3 separate regions of the Zea mays genome follow, and all the other regions are linked to region 2. Evidence: chromatin contacts called from public Hi-C data. All regions are on one chromosome and are shown on one strand. Each heading gives the region's core, a stretch centred on a gene start, on an enhancer-like site or on the middle of the called end of the contact. The rest is flanking DNA. Distances are from core to core; before and after follow the strand shown. Region 1 holds the start of LOC100284967. Region 2 has its middle 63 kb from the start of LOC103641408. Region 3 has its middle 51 kb from the start of LOC103641407.

Region 1 (4,200 bases), core at 1,039-3,538, 220 kb after region 2:
TTGTTTTTGATACCTTATGCAAGTGACCAACAAAAACATCCCTACAAAGTTGAGACAATTTCATATTTGACACTAGTGAAGTTCCTAGTTCATTTATTGGTTCTTAAAATATAAATCTTCCCTATTTCACATTGAGTGTAAATTTGGTTCCCTATATGACATTAAAATTAGTTCTGACCTCTAATGGTATTAACTTTGGTGTGAAATTTATTTACCCCTATTGTATAATTATCTAAATAATTATTTATGTATTGAATAATTATCTAATTAATTATTTATGTATGACTACTTATACTAAAAATTAGTGGTATTAAAATAATTATTTATATATGAATAGAACTACACCAAAAATATAAACTTCCTACAGTTTTTAACTTCCTACAGCTTTTATAATAATTATTTATGTATGGATACTTGTAATAATTATTAGACGTATACGTTTAATAATTATTACAAGTATTCATACATAAATAATTATTCAAACAATTTTTAATAAGGTAAAAATCATCTTTTCACTTGAAAATCAACACTCTTAGATGTCAAATTATGAATTTCAAATTATGAAAACTAAAAAAATGGACCTTAAACAATTTAAGATGAAACAAATGGATGACTACATCGTTATAGATCTCTTTGACTACTTCAACTTGATCTAAAATTTATTCTTTCAATTTGATTTAGAAATTATATAAAATTTATATTGTTGTACCTATTTTTAGATGTGCGACATATTGTTAACCGTCTCCAAAAATCGATATCGAAATATATATGGAAAGCTTAGCCGCATTGATCTTTTTTGTTTTAGATTCAAAATGGTTTTTAGGAAATAAACTAAAAGTTGTGTTACGGGAGAAGCTTTTTTGGCTTTTTGGTGTGCTAAGAAGTTAAAAAGTTTTAAAAAAACAAAAGCAAGAAAGTCTACAACTCAAATAAATGGTTGCAAAAATAATACTTTAAGAGGCGGTTAGACCTCCAGTAGGCTCTAAAATAAAGGAGGGTGAAAAGCTTAAGAGCATCTTCAAAGACTAGCTAAATAGCTTGTCAAGCTAAATTTTAGCTACTTAATAGCATAATAGCTCTCCAACATACTATCCATTTAACTTGCTAAGTTATCCGGCTCTCTAAATTAACTCCTTAACTAGCCAAATTTGGCTAGCAACTCTCGCTAGTCAAACTAATTTGTATGTTGGAGAGACTGTTGGAATAAGATGTTATATATAAAATTTAATATTTATGGAAAGACAAATAAAGAGTCAAATAGAGAGTAAAAAATAAAGAGTCTCTTGGAGATGCTCTAACCATCTTTAAAAAACAATGATTTTAAAGGGCAGTTTTGGATCTGTTTATTTTAAAGAAATTGAAATCTAATTAATAGAGTAGGCTAATTAATTTGGAATTGACATCCTACAACTTTCCAAAGTTTAGATATAATCTCATCTTAAATTTAACACCAGACTATAGTTCTACCCCAAAATTTATAACACACTCTTCAGTTCGTTCCTCTATAATAGAAATGTAGCACATATATAGATATCATCATATATGGCCAACTTTAGTATACAAATAGATTCCATATAAAAAATTATATTAGCATAATTGATATGTACCTAGATTATGATTATTAGGTTGTTCGCAGCAGATGATATAAAGTAGTGGATTTGGATCGTAGATTACACTGTTTATAAAGTAATGTTTGAAATAGAGGATAAGATAGAGGGTGTTACCTTATAATGGAAGTCAATTCAAAGGATCAAAGGACTAATTAAAGTTATTTTCAAAGCTGATATTGATAAAAGCAATCTCCATGCCTCTAACATTGGTTTATATAGGAGTACATTTGGTCCTATTTGGAAGCAATGCAGTTTTTAAGAAACTAATTTTTATATTTTAGCTATGAGAAGGTGGCTTCTTCGGTTTTAAGAAACTTAGAATCCAATATCTATAAACTAACGTATAAACTGATATGTTTAGAACCAATCAATTTCTATAAGCCAGTTTATTAAAAACTGGGTGCTTCCAAACATATCCTTAGATCGTCCTTAAATTAACACAAAACTTCTATAGTTTGAATTTTCAAATCCTATAAAAGAATTTCTCTCTTAAATTTATTTAAAATATGCATGCTCAAACGGATACTGATTCATGTCATGCGAATAGAGAATGAAAACAAAAAAAATATTGCGTGTGTGAGGAAGAGGACATCCCAGTATCATATCCTATAGGAGGACCTTCGCCACCCGTTCCCTCACTAATCCTATATAAATGACTGAGGAAGAGCTTCTATTGTCAAGTCATAGAACGGGGTTGCGAGGTAGCCCAATTCTACAGCACTAGTCTTTTTCGTCTCGGTCGCCATGTCCTTCAGCGATGACGAACCGATCATCCCTTCTCCAAACTCAGGTTCATTCGTGAACACGAATAAAAATTGAACCAAATCATTTTTGCTTTGAATCGATTTAGTTTGCGTTGCATTGCTGATATATATCGATGGAGAAGCAAGAAGAGAATGCGTTTACATCCATATATGCGGCTGAAATATTAACAATGGAGATGGGAATGGTGAGATGCAGGGCCGAGGCCGACGCCGATCGTGCCCGGGAGGGTGCAGCTGGTGAGCAAGAACAACAACATGGCTCCACTGGAGGAGAATACCCAGAAGGTGCTGCTTGAGCTGACCGGCGGCGACTCCACCAGCGACCGGTCGGGGCTTGACCTGGTGGCCGTGCTGGACGTGAGCGGCAGCATGCAGGGCGAGAAGATCGAGAAGATGAAGACTGCCATGAAGTTCGTGGTGAAGAAGCTCAGCTCCATCGACCGCCTCTCCATCGTCACCTTCCTGGACACCGCCAACAGGATCTGCCCGCTGCGGCAGGTGACCGAGGACTCCCAGCCGCAGCTGCTGAAGCTCATCGACGCCCTCCAGCCCGGCGGCAACACCAACATCAGCGACGGCCTCCAGACGGGGCTCAAGGTCCTCGCCGACCGCAAGCTCAGCTCCGGTCGCGTCGTTGGCGTCATGCTCATGTCCGACGGCCAGCAGAACCGGGGCGAGCCAGCCGCCAACGTCAAGATCGGCAACGTGCCGGTGTACACCTTCGGGTTCGGCGCGGACTACGACCCCACGGTGCTGAACGCGGTGGCCAGGAACAGCATGGGAGGGACCTTCTCCGTCGTCAACGACGTGAACTTGCTGAGCATGGCCTTCTCCCAGTGCCTCGCCGGCCTGCTCACCGTGGTTGTGCAGGACCTCACCGTCACGGTGGCGCGCATCGAGGATGAGTCCACCCTACAGAAGGTGGCCGCCGGGAACTACCCGCAGACGCCGGACGCAGACGCCGGCTCGGTCACCGTGGCCTTCGGCGACCTCTACAGCAAGGAGGTGCGAAAGGTGATCGTTGATCTCCTCCTCCCCGCCATCGACAGCGACCGTGGCGCGGACATCCTGGAGGTGACCTACTCGTACAAGACGGCAGGAAAGCTGTTCGACGCGCCGCCCGCCACGGTGACGGTGCGGCGCAGCGGCACGGCTTTCCCGGCGGATGATCCGCCAGTGGACGTGCAGACGGAGGAGGCCCGGCTGAAGACGGCGACGATGATCCAGCAGGCGAGGACGATGGCGGACGGCAAGAAGCTGGGCGACGCGCGGGACAAGCTGGCGGAGGCCCAGAACGCGCTGGAGGACGTGGTGGCGCAGTCCGACCCGCTGCTGGACGCCCTCAGGACGGAGCTGCAGGAGCTACTGAAGCTGATGAAGTCGCAGGACGTGTACGAGAAGCAGGGCCGGCCCTACGCCATGTCGTCGGAGACGTCGCACGACAGGCAGCGGTTCGCGGCGAGGGGCGACATCGAGAGCAATCGCCTCTTCTCGACGCCGCGCATGGACAAGTACCTGGAGCAGGCCAAGAAGTTCGACGAGGACCCGGCTGCGCCGCTGCCTTCGGCGGACAAGGACGAGGAAGAGGAGGTCGCCGCCAACCCGCTCGCGCCATTGGTCGGCCCCATCACCTTCTACATCCGGGCCGCCGTCGAGGCGCTGCAGGCCATCGAGAAGCTCATCAACAAGGGAGCCAATTAATGCGATGTAATGAACGGGCACGCAGTCAGATCCAGTCCTGTTTTGTTTACATGGCTATGGCCATCCTCGTCATCCCTTCTTCTCTCTGCTATATCTCGATGAATAAAATCTGCGTGTATTGTGTT
Region 2 (3,936 bases), core at 1,204-3,703:
TCATTATTATTCAGTTTGTTCTTATGTTTGGTGTGATGTTAATTTTATCTATACCATGTTTGCTTGTATTGCTACGACTAGCGCGAGGACACGTGTCATCTGAAAAGTAAATTGGTACCTGGAATCTCAAGTGCCAGGCAAGTTGTGCCCTTGATTCACTTTTGTTACCCAATAATGTTCTTTATAATCATTTACCATGCATAGGCTTAATTTTGATGGGACCCGATAGGTCACCCTAGATTCTTTATCCCTTTACCTTGTTACCCCTGAATCACTTGGGTAGTTTTTCTATTGCTTTACATGGTTTTGGGATAATATTTTATTATATCCATGTTCCAGTTATTTTTTTATGTTATTTATGTTCATGTCAATATCATTAAATGTTAGTTGGAACATGGAGCTTAACTTGAGAAACACGTGCCGCCACAAGGGTTTAATGGGACGCCCTTGGCCAACTAACTAGGAAAGCTAGTGGAAGACTATCTTACCTGAAAGGGGCAAGGGCAGTAGGGGATTGCATGCAAGGAGGTTCTCGGGTTGATTTTGCTGCGATGGCGGTCAGACGGGGGATTCTTGCAAGTGCTCTTCCCATAAACTGTAGCGGGTTTTCGGAAGCTAGTGGAACTTTGTAAAGGCCTCGTAGTGGATCCCTAGCCATTCACCTCGGTAGTGTCTAAGGGCCTAGCTAACCCTGGTGACATGGGATACACGACTTGTGGGTAAAGGGTACAACCTCTGCAGAGTGTAAAACTGGTATACTAGCCGAGCTCACGGTCATGAGCGGCTCAGGACTCTCCGATGATTAAATTATGGAACCTAAACTCAATCTGTCATTTGCATTTGCATGGGTTTATTATTAATTTTGTTCTATTATTCTTATTATGGTTTGGTATTTACTTACACTTAGTAATTGCTAATAAAATTTTGACCAACTTATAAAAGCAATGCTCAGCTTTAACCATTCTCTTTGATAAGCCTTACACTTCATGAGCTCCCACCTTTGGTGAGTTCATGTCACATTATTCCCCACAACTTGTTGAGCGATGAACATGTGTGAGCTCACCCTTGCTGTCTCACACCCCCACAGGAGAAGAACAGGTGGTTCAGGAGGAGCCACAAAGTGAGGAGTTTGATCTGATCTAGGTGACGTTTCTCAGTTGACATTGGCGCCAACGACGATCCTTGGTTCGTTTTATATTTATATTTTATTTTGTAATAAGACTTCCGCTATGTAATAAATACTCTGATGTTTTATGACATTTATCTCTATACACTCTGTTATTATATATGTTGTCTTCTTGGCGCATGTATGAGATGCACCCGGCTTTGTCCCTTAAAGCCCGGGTGTGACAGGACCACGCATATTAGTTTCAATCCCTATGATCTCGTGCGTGAGTGGTATCCCTCTCAAGATACTGTTTTATTCTCTTTCCTCTTTACTCACATGCCACATCATCTTTCATTATACATGACATGTATTAAATGACTATCACTGTCCACTAGGAATAGCCTTTGGTTCAGTCGAATAGCCCCAGTACATAGGAGATTAATGCTTTTACCTGCCAAACACATGCACATGATGGTAAGTTGAACTACTAACGGTTACTCCCACCATCTTAATGCTATGTCCAACAGATCGTGCATATGGCCGTGCTAAGCACTGTTTTATACTGTAGTCTGTATTGTTTATAAAGTAGAGTTCATAATAAGAGATAGAGATGATGGTAAGCTACCCGAGATAGACTAACTAAATTAACTTACGACTCATTCCAACTTTCTTCAAGAATCGAAGAATCTTATGTTTAACTAAATTTTTATAATAAAATAATACTAATATTTATGATATTAAATAAACAAGGTGTGCTACATTATTCATGAATTATATGTCTCCAGTGTATCTAGTTGATGTCATGAATCTTTGTAATCTTCTCTATAATTTCGATCAAATTTATATAACATCTTGACTATTAAAAAAATAAAATTACTTACAATTTAAAATAGAAGATGGAGTAATTTGATGTATGCATTAGAATAAAATCTAGCTAGTAGCTTCTTGGATCTACTTTGAGTCTTGTCCTAGTCTAATTTATAAACTGCACAGTGTAAACCCTATAAACTCATTCTATGTTATCGTGAAGGTGCACATGCATGTGGGCCAGAAACTATGTACTCCCTCCGTTTCTTTTTATTTGTCGCTGGATAGTGTAAAAATTACACTATCCAGCGACTTACACTATCCAGCGACAAATAAAAAGAAACGGAGGGAGTACTTAGATAAGATCGCCGAGTGCAAATTGCGATCAAGTTCGCTGTATATATATACAGTACTGTGTATGGGACCAAATTTCCAAAAAAAAGGACACACATTTAGTTTTAGGGCAGATGTAGTACTACGTACTACTCTTTAAATGAATGCTTTCGTTACCTGCCAACCACGTGTACGTATGTCGGAAGGTTTGACATCACGTTCTCCAGCAATGCAGGCTCAACACGTATGGATGTGCTTCACGTGGCCAGGAGCCTGACGTGACCACTGTGTATGGAACCAAATTAAAGATATGTTTGGGACACCTTCGACTCTACAAATATGTGGAATGAAAGCTCTAAGATTTTAGAAGACATTTAGATAAGTCATTTTGTTTATTATTTATATTAAAAATATTTCTAAAACTATTTAAATTGATATTATAAACTACAACTCTACACAGGAGCTGGAACCTGAGCTATCTCCAAACACCCCCTAAATGTATAGACTAGAGATGGCAATGGGTACCCGCAACCCGATACTTGATGAGTATTTACTTTATTAGGGTATATATATGGCCCAAATATTGTTTGTACATCAACTAAAAGTTGGGGAATTCAATAGCTTCAAGCACTATTTACATTTTTTTTTTCTGGACGACAGAGATAGTACGTTGGATATTAATGTTGTTTTTACCTGCCCAATGTATTACGTGGCAAGTTAGACTCAAGTGAGTGCGTATAGTGATTATCATGTATGAACTGCAAAACTATTTGTGTATTTGATGACACAAAACCTATCGTTTCTCACTTGTTATGCCGAGGATTTTTGAAGGATTACATGATTTCGACAAAACATGAAGAGACTAGCTCTTCACCTTATACAATTGGAAACCCTAAGAACATCGATTTCCACTGAAAAGCCCTTTTCCACTAGCCAGCGATTGCTTTAAAAGAACCACGAGTGGAAATATATTTCCACTGACTGTTCTAAAATAATTTGCACTAGCCACAACGTAGGCTAGTGTTGTATTATGTACTCTCTCCGTCCCATAATATTAGTCGTTTTAGATCTTGGTTTTCATGTCTATATTCAAATAGATGATAATAAATCTTGACACATACAAAACACATACATCAATAATTCGTGTTGAGCTGCCCTGTAGCCGCAGCTACTGTAGCTATTCAGACTGCTGCATCTGCAATCTATAGAGACAAAATACTGTAGAAGCCACAACCAGATTAAAGCCACAATAAGCTTCGTTTTATCGTCATAACTGGATATGACAATATATATACACATATAAAAATTTGTAATTATAGGGTAGCGTGCAACATTAATTTCGTTAGGCCTACAGTAGATAAGGTCGATGGATTTGAACAACAGATTATACTGCTACAGAGAGCAGACGAGGGCTAAGCTAGAATTTTATTCAAGAATGTCACTATGCTATAATATTACATGTGCGTACGTACGGGTACGTGTTTCACGTGGTCAGGTCAGGTCAGGAGCGGGACGTACGTGTCCACTGTATGCATGGGGCGACACTGTAAATGGACGATATGCATCATCAGTTAACCTTTGTTTGTATGTTTTCTCCACGACGACATGGACAACGCCAGGTTGTCGATATGCATCGTGCAAGTATCACGCTGGATCGTCCAAGCAATCATTGGTCGTCGATCCATCAT
Region 3 (3,903 bases), core at 230-2,729, 160 kb before region 2:
TATAAATGAACATGCATGAGTTGCACTGGTTAAAAGAAGAGAGGTTAGTCCCTTAGTGGAACTGGTACGGTTTGAATCCTGTATATAATATAAATGAACATGAGCTACACTAGTTAGAAGAAGAGAGGTCAGTCACTTACTGGAACTGCCACAGTTTGAATCCTGGTCACGCTCTAATTTTAGCGATTTTTTTGGTGGGCTCGCTGGAGGTGGGCTCACGGGAGCCAGATGAGCGGACGATGAACAATGAAACTCTTACTTTAAAGGTGCAGAGACTTATGAGGCATGACAAAAGGTGTAGAGACTTGTGGGCCATGAGTAGAGATGGCCAAACGGGCCGTCCGGTCCGGCCCGGGTCCGGTGAAGCACGGCCCGTTTTGGGCCCGGCCCGTCAGGCACGGTTAGAAAACCGGGCCGGGTCTTCTAAGCCCGCGGGCTCGATTTCCTGTCCGAGCTCGGGCCGCAGCGGGCCTAAACGGGCCGGCCGGCCCAACCCGTTTAACATGAAAAAAGCAGACCCAAAGCGGGCTAAGCGGGCCGAAAAGCATGTTTTAGTGCAAAAAAAGCGGGCTCAACATGCTTAGAGGTAAACGTGTCGTGCCGAGCTAGCCCACCGTGCCTAGTTTCTTGTCCGAGCCCGACCCACTTATTCGTGTCGGGCCGGTCCGGACTCGCATAGAACCGGGCCGTGCTGGGCTCGGACCGGGACCAAACAGCGGGCTTCGTGCCGGGCTCGCGGGCCTCGTGCTTATTGACCATCTATAGCCATGAAAAAGTAGACAAGCACATCAATGCCGAGTGCAAATTTATTGTCAGAATGTATGCTAATGTCAATAAAAAAAAGTATGCTCATTAAATACATTAGCACAATATTAATAAAATAGAACGAGTGCAAATTTATCGTCACCATGTTCACTATAACGTGCCTTATGCTAATGTCAATGAAAAAATGTATGGTTATTAAATATATTGACATAATGTTAACAAATCAGAAACATCTATAAAAGTTTTATAGAAGTGGACATAGCTTTGTAGGATAAAACTCTTATGCACTATGTGATACCCAAATTCTAGGGAATAAAGGAAAGAGTACAAAATTATGTTTGGTGAATGTATTTTTACACAAATAAACCATTGTTTTCAAAGCAACTTTACTTTGTGTATCATTGTTTTCAAAATTATGTTTTCAAATAAACCATTATTTTTACACAACTAATAAATAATAAATAAAATAAATCAAAATTGTGTATCATGCTGAACTTTACTTTGTTTGCATTTAAATTGGGGTTTGTGATATAAACTCATATTCAAAAAAATATAACTGAAATTCGAATTCAATGTAAACAAGAAAAGAAAAAAACAAAGAAGGATCATACCTTCGTGGGCCGATTGCTTATCTGTTGGCCCAACTTCCCCTTGAACGCCAGCCTAACATGGCCACCTGCGTGCCGACCGCTGGAGCACCGTCGTCGGCCTCTCGGTCACCCGCACCGCAACACGTGCATCATCGCCATGTCACTGCCAGACGGGTCCCTCACTCCAGACTCTCTCCTAGCCGTCAGCCTGAGTTTGTTGCAGAACATGCGGATCGCATAACGGCCGCCGGCCGTTGCAACCCTCCGGCTAGCATCCATCTATAAACCCTGGGCATGGTTATATATATAGTTTATTAGGTGAGTACCTGTACGTTTTAATGAAAACATATAATACCATGATAATTTATATACAAAATATGTCTTATATTGTTATAAAAAATATTTCATAATTTATTTGTGATCCTAGCCATACATAAATTTTGTTATTTTAATTTAGTTGTTTCACTACTACATTGTAACCATCAGTATCATGCAGACTTCGATATATGTCATGATTTGCATGGTCTCATCATTGGAGAGCACGTGCCACACCTGCCGGTAGAAATTCCGTCATACATCGTTAGTCATCAGGCACGCACCACCATACACACTTGCTTAAACAAAAAAGACAAGTGTGTGTTTGCGAAGAGAATTAAAGTCAGACCGGCACAAAAGCTACCCCGACGATGGCGAGTGGTCATTGTTGTCGGTCCTCCTCTGCTCACCTCCGGCGCCGAGATGACGCCACAATCCTTGATATAGTAGTCGTCGAACGCGCGCGACATGGTGAGTACCGACGACTCTTGGCTGGGCTGCCAAATGAAGTGCACTCCGGGCTCATCAGCGAGGTAGTACACATGGTCGTTGCACCACCGGATGTGCTACTTCTCTACATACATCTTGTTCGAGGACACACAACAGCAACAATGGCCGTCATCCCAGCGCACAAGAATTCATGGCCGATCAGTAGCGACTTACGTAGCAGGTTGGGCTTCAGGTGGATGATGAGCTAGAAAGTATGATGGCGTCGTCGTCGGCTGCGGTGCCCAGAACAATCCGAGAGTCGTCGGCATTGGCGACGACAATGAGGTCCCCCTGTTTGACGATGGACAGCGCGGTGCAGCCGCTCTGGACCGCGAACAAGCGATGGCTGCGCTGGAGCTTGCCGTACACATCGGCGCATGGGCCACGTAGGACTGCTTAGAGAGGTCAAACTGGCAGTCGCCAAGCTTCTTCTCGTCGTCGACGAGCGACACCAAAGCGAGCGCCTCATGCTAGTGGTGTTTGTTTGGGGTTTGCAAGTAAGAAACATGGATTCATCTTTGGCATTGATTTATGAAAATGTCTTATAAGTCAGATCCATGGAAAAATATTACGGAGAATAAATGTCACACATGCAAAAAAAGGAATTTAAGTTGAAAACATTATTCAAACAAAAGAAATTGCATACAAGACTCTTCTTTAAATATTACTCCCTCAATCCAAAAATATAATTTAATAATCTCGATGATACTTATCTACTACTACACATTGTGCAAGGGTAGCAGGTGGGCTTCGGGAGAGATGTAGTATATGTTTTTACTATAATAGATGTAGACATAAACATACATGTGGTGTAGTGGTAGCTACGAGCATATTTGCTTGAGGGGTCACGGGTTCAAATCCCCTTGGGGTTTGTTTTTTTAATTAAATTTTAGCTAGGCGTGGGATATACGTGGGAATGGGAATGGTCTTTGTGGGGAGGGGGGAATGAGAAAGGAAACAGGGAATGATTACCGAACATGAGAATGGACTGTGCGGGGAGGGGGGAATCGGAAAGGCAAAACAGGGAATGGGAATAGGAATGGCAGCCTACCCCTTACTGCCTTAATAAGTTGTACAGGTATATCTAAAGCCCTGGGCTTCCAATAACTAGAGAAAGCCCTGCCTTAATAAGTTGTACAGATATATCTAAAGCTCTGGGCTTCCAATAACTAGAGAAAGCCCTGGCCAGATGAGTCATTCAGTTGAACCGAACTAGGTCTCGGCGTCTATAAAATAAGCCCCAGAGCACTAGGGCTCAGTTTTTTATGCCCCACCTCGATGCACGTGTGACGGCGTCCACCTAGGCGCGCGTGCGACAGCGGCGGTTGCCCGAGAGCGCATGGTGGCGACGGTTCCCAGATTCTGAGGCGCAGTAGTGGAGGCTCTCTGATCCGTAGGAGCGAGCGGCGTCGACCCCGGGGCCCCGAGGTGGGCGGGCATGCGGTGACAACCGTCCCGAGGCAGGCGAGCGACAGTGTCGCACCCCAGGGCCGAACGGCACGGCACACCATAACCCACGAACGACAGTTGCCCCGTCCCCCCGACGTGTGAGCAGCGACGACGACGTAAGAGTCGCGAGGATCGAGCGACATCCACGAAAGGCAAGAGGTGTGCATTGCGATGGTCGCGCGTGACATCCTCCGATCCAGCGTAGTTCGGGCGCCCGAAGTGACGACCTCCCTCCAATCTAGTGTCCTCGACGGCATCCTCTAGCGACTACTTCCTCCAATCCATGTTATGTCTT

The links. Hi-C and Micro-C count contacts between places; a contact is called where the count stands out from the background.
Region 1: a contact with region 2 is called in a Hi-C map of leaf, with 4 times the contacts expected there. The contact joins the promoter of LOC100284967 here to the enhancer-like site in region 2. A contact is called at or near these places in 3 of 25 Hi-C or Micro-C datasets (ear, leaf and tassel).
Region 3: a contact with region 2 is called in a Hi-C map of leaf, with 4 times the contacts expected there. The contact joins two enhancer-like sites.

What each region holds. Positions count from the first base shown.
Region 1 is chr10:94,504,251-94,508,450 of Zm-B73-REFERENCE-NAM-5.0, forward strand. LOC100284967 reads left to right here and starts at 2,289. Exons shown (of 2, transcript NM_001157862.2): 1 at 2,289-2,400; 2 at 2,571-4,200. The coding sequence starts at 2,355. The coding sequence ends at 4,075.
Region 2 is chr10:94,285,213-94,289,148 of Zm-B73-REFERENCE-NAM-5.0, forward strand. No RefSeq gene overlaps it. Among protein-coding and RNA genes, the nearest start is that of LOC103641408, 63 kb to the left of the region's middle. Within about 2 kb of position 2,454, at least 14 of the 20 cell types and tissues checked have an H3K27ac peak or open chromatin away from gene starts, as enhancers often do. A contact at or near this core is called in ear, leaf and tassel, where this site is marked.
Region 3 is chr10:94,127,377-94,131,279 of Zm-B73-REFERENCE-NAM-5.0, forward strand. No RefSeq gene overlaps it. Among protein-coding and RNA genes, the nearest start is that of LOC103641407, 51 kb to the left of the region's middle. Within about 2 kb of position 1,480, at least 17 of the 20 cell types and tissues checked have an H3K27ac peak or open chromatin away from gene starts, as enhancers often do. A contact at or near this core is called in leaf, where this site is marked.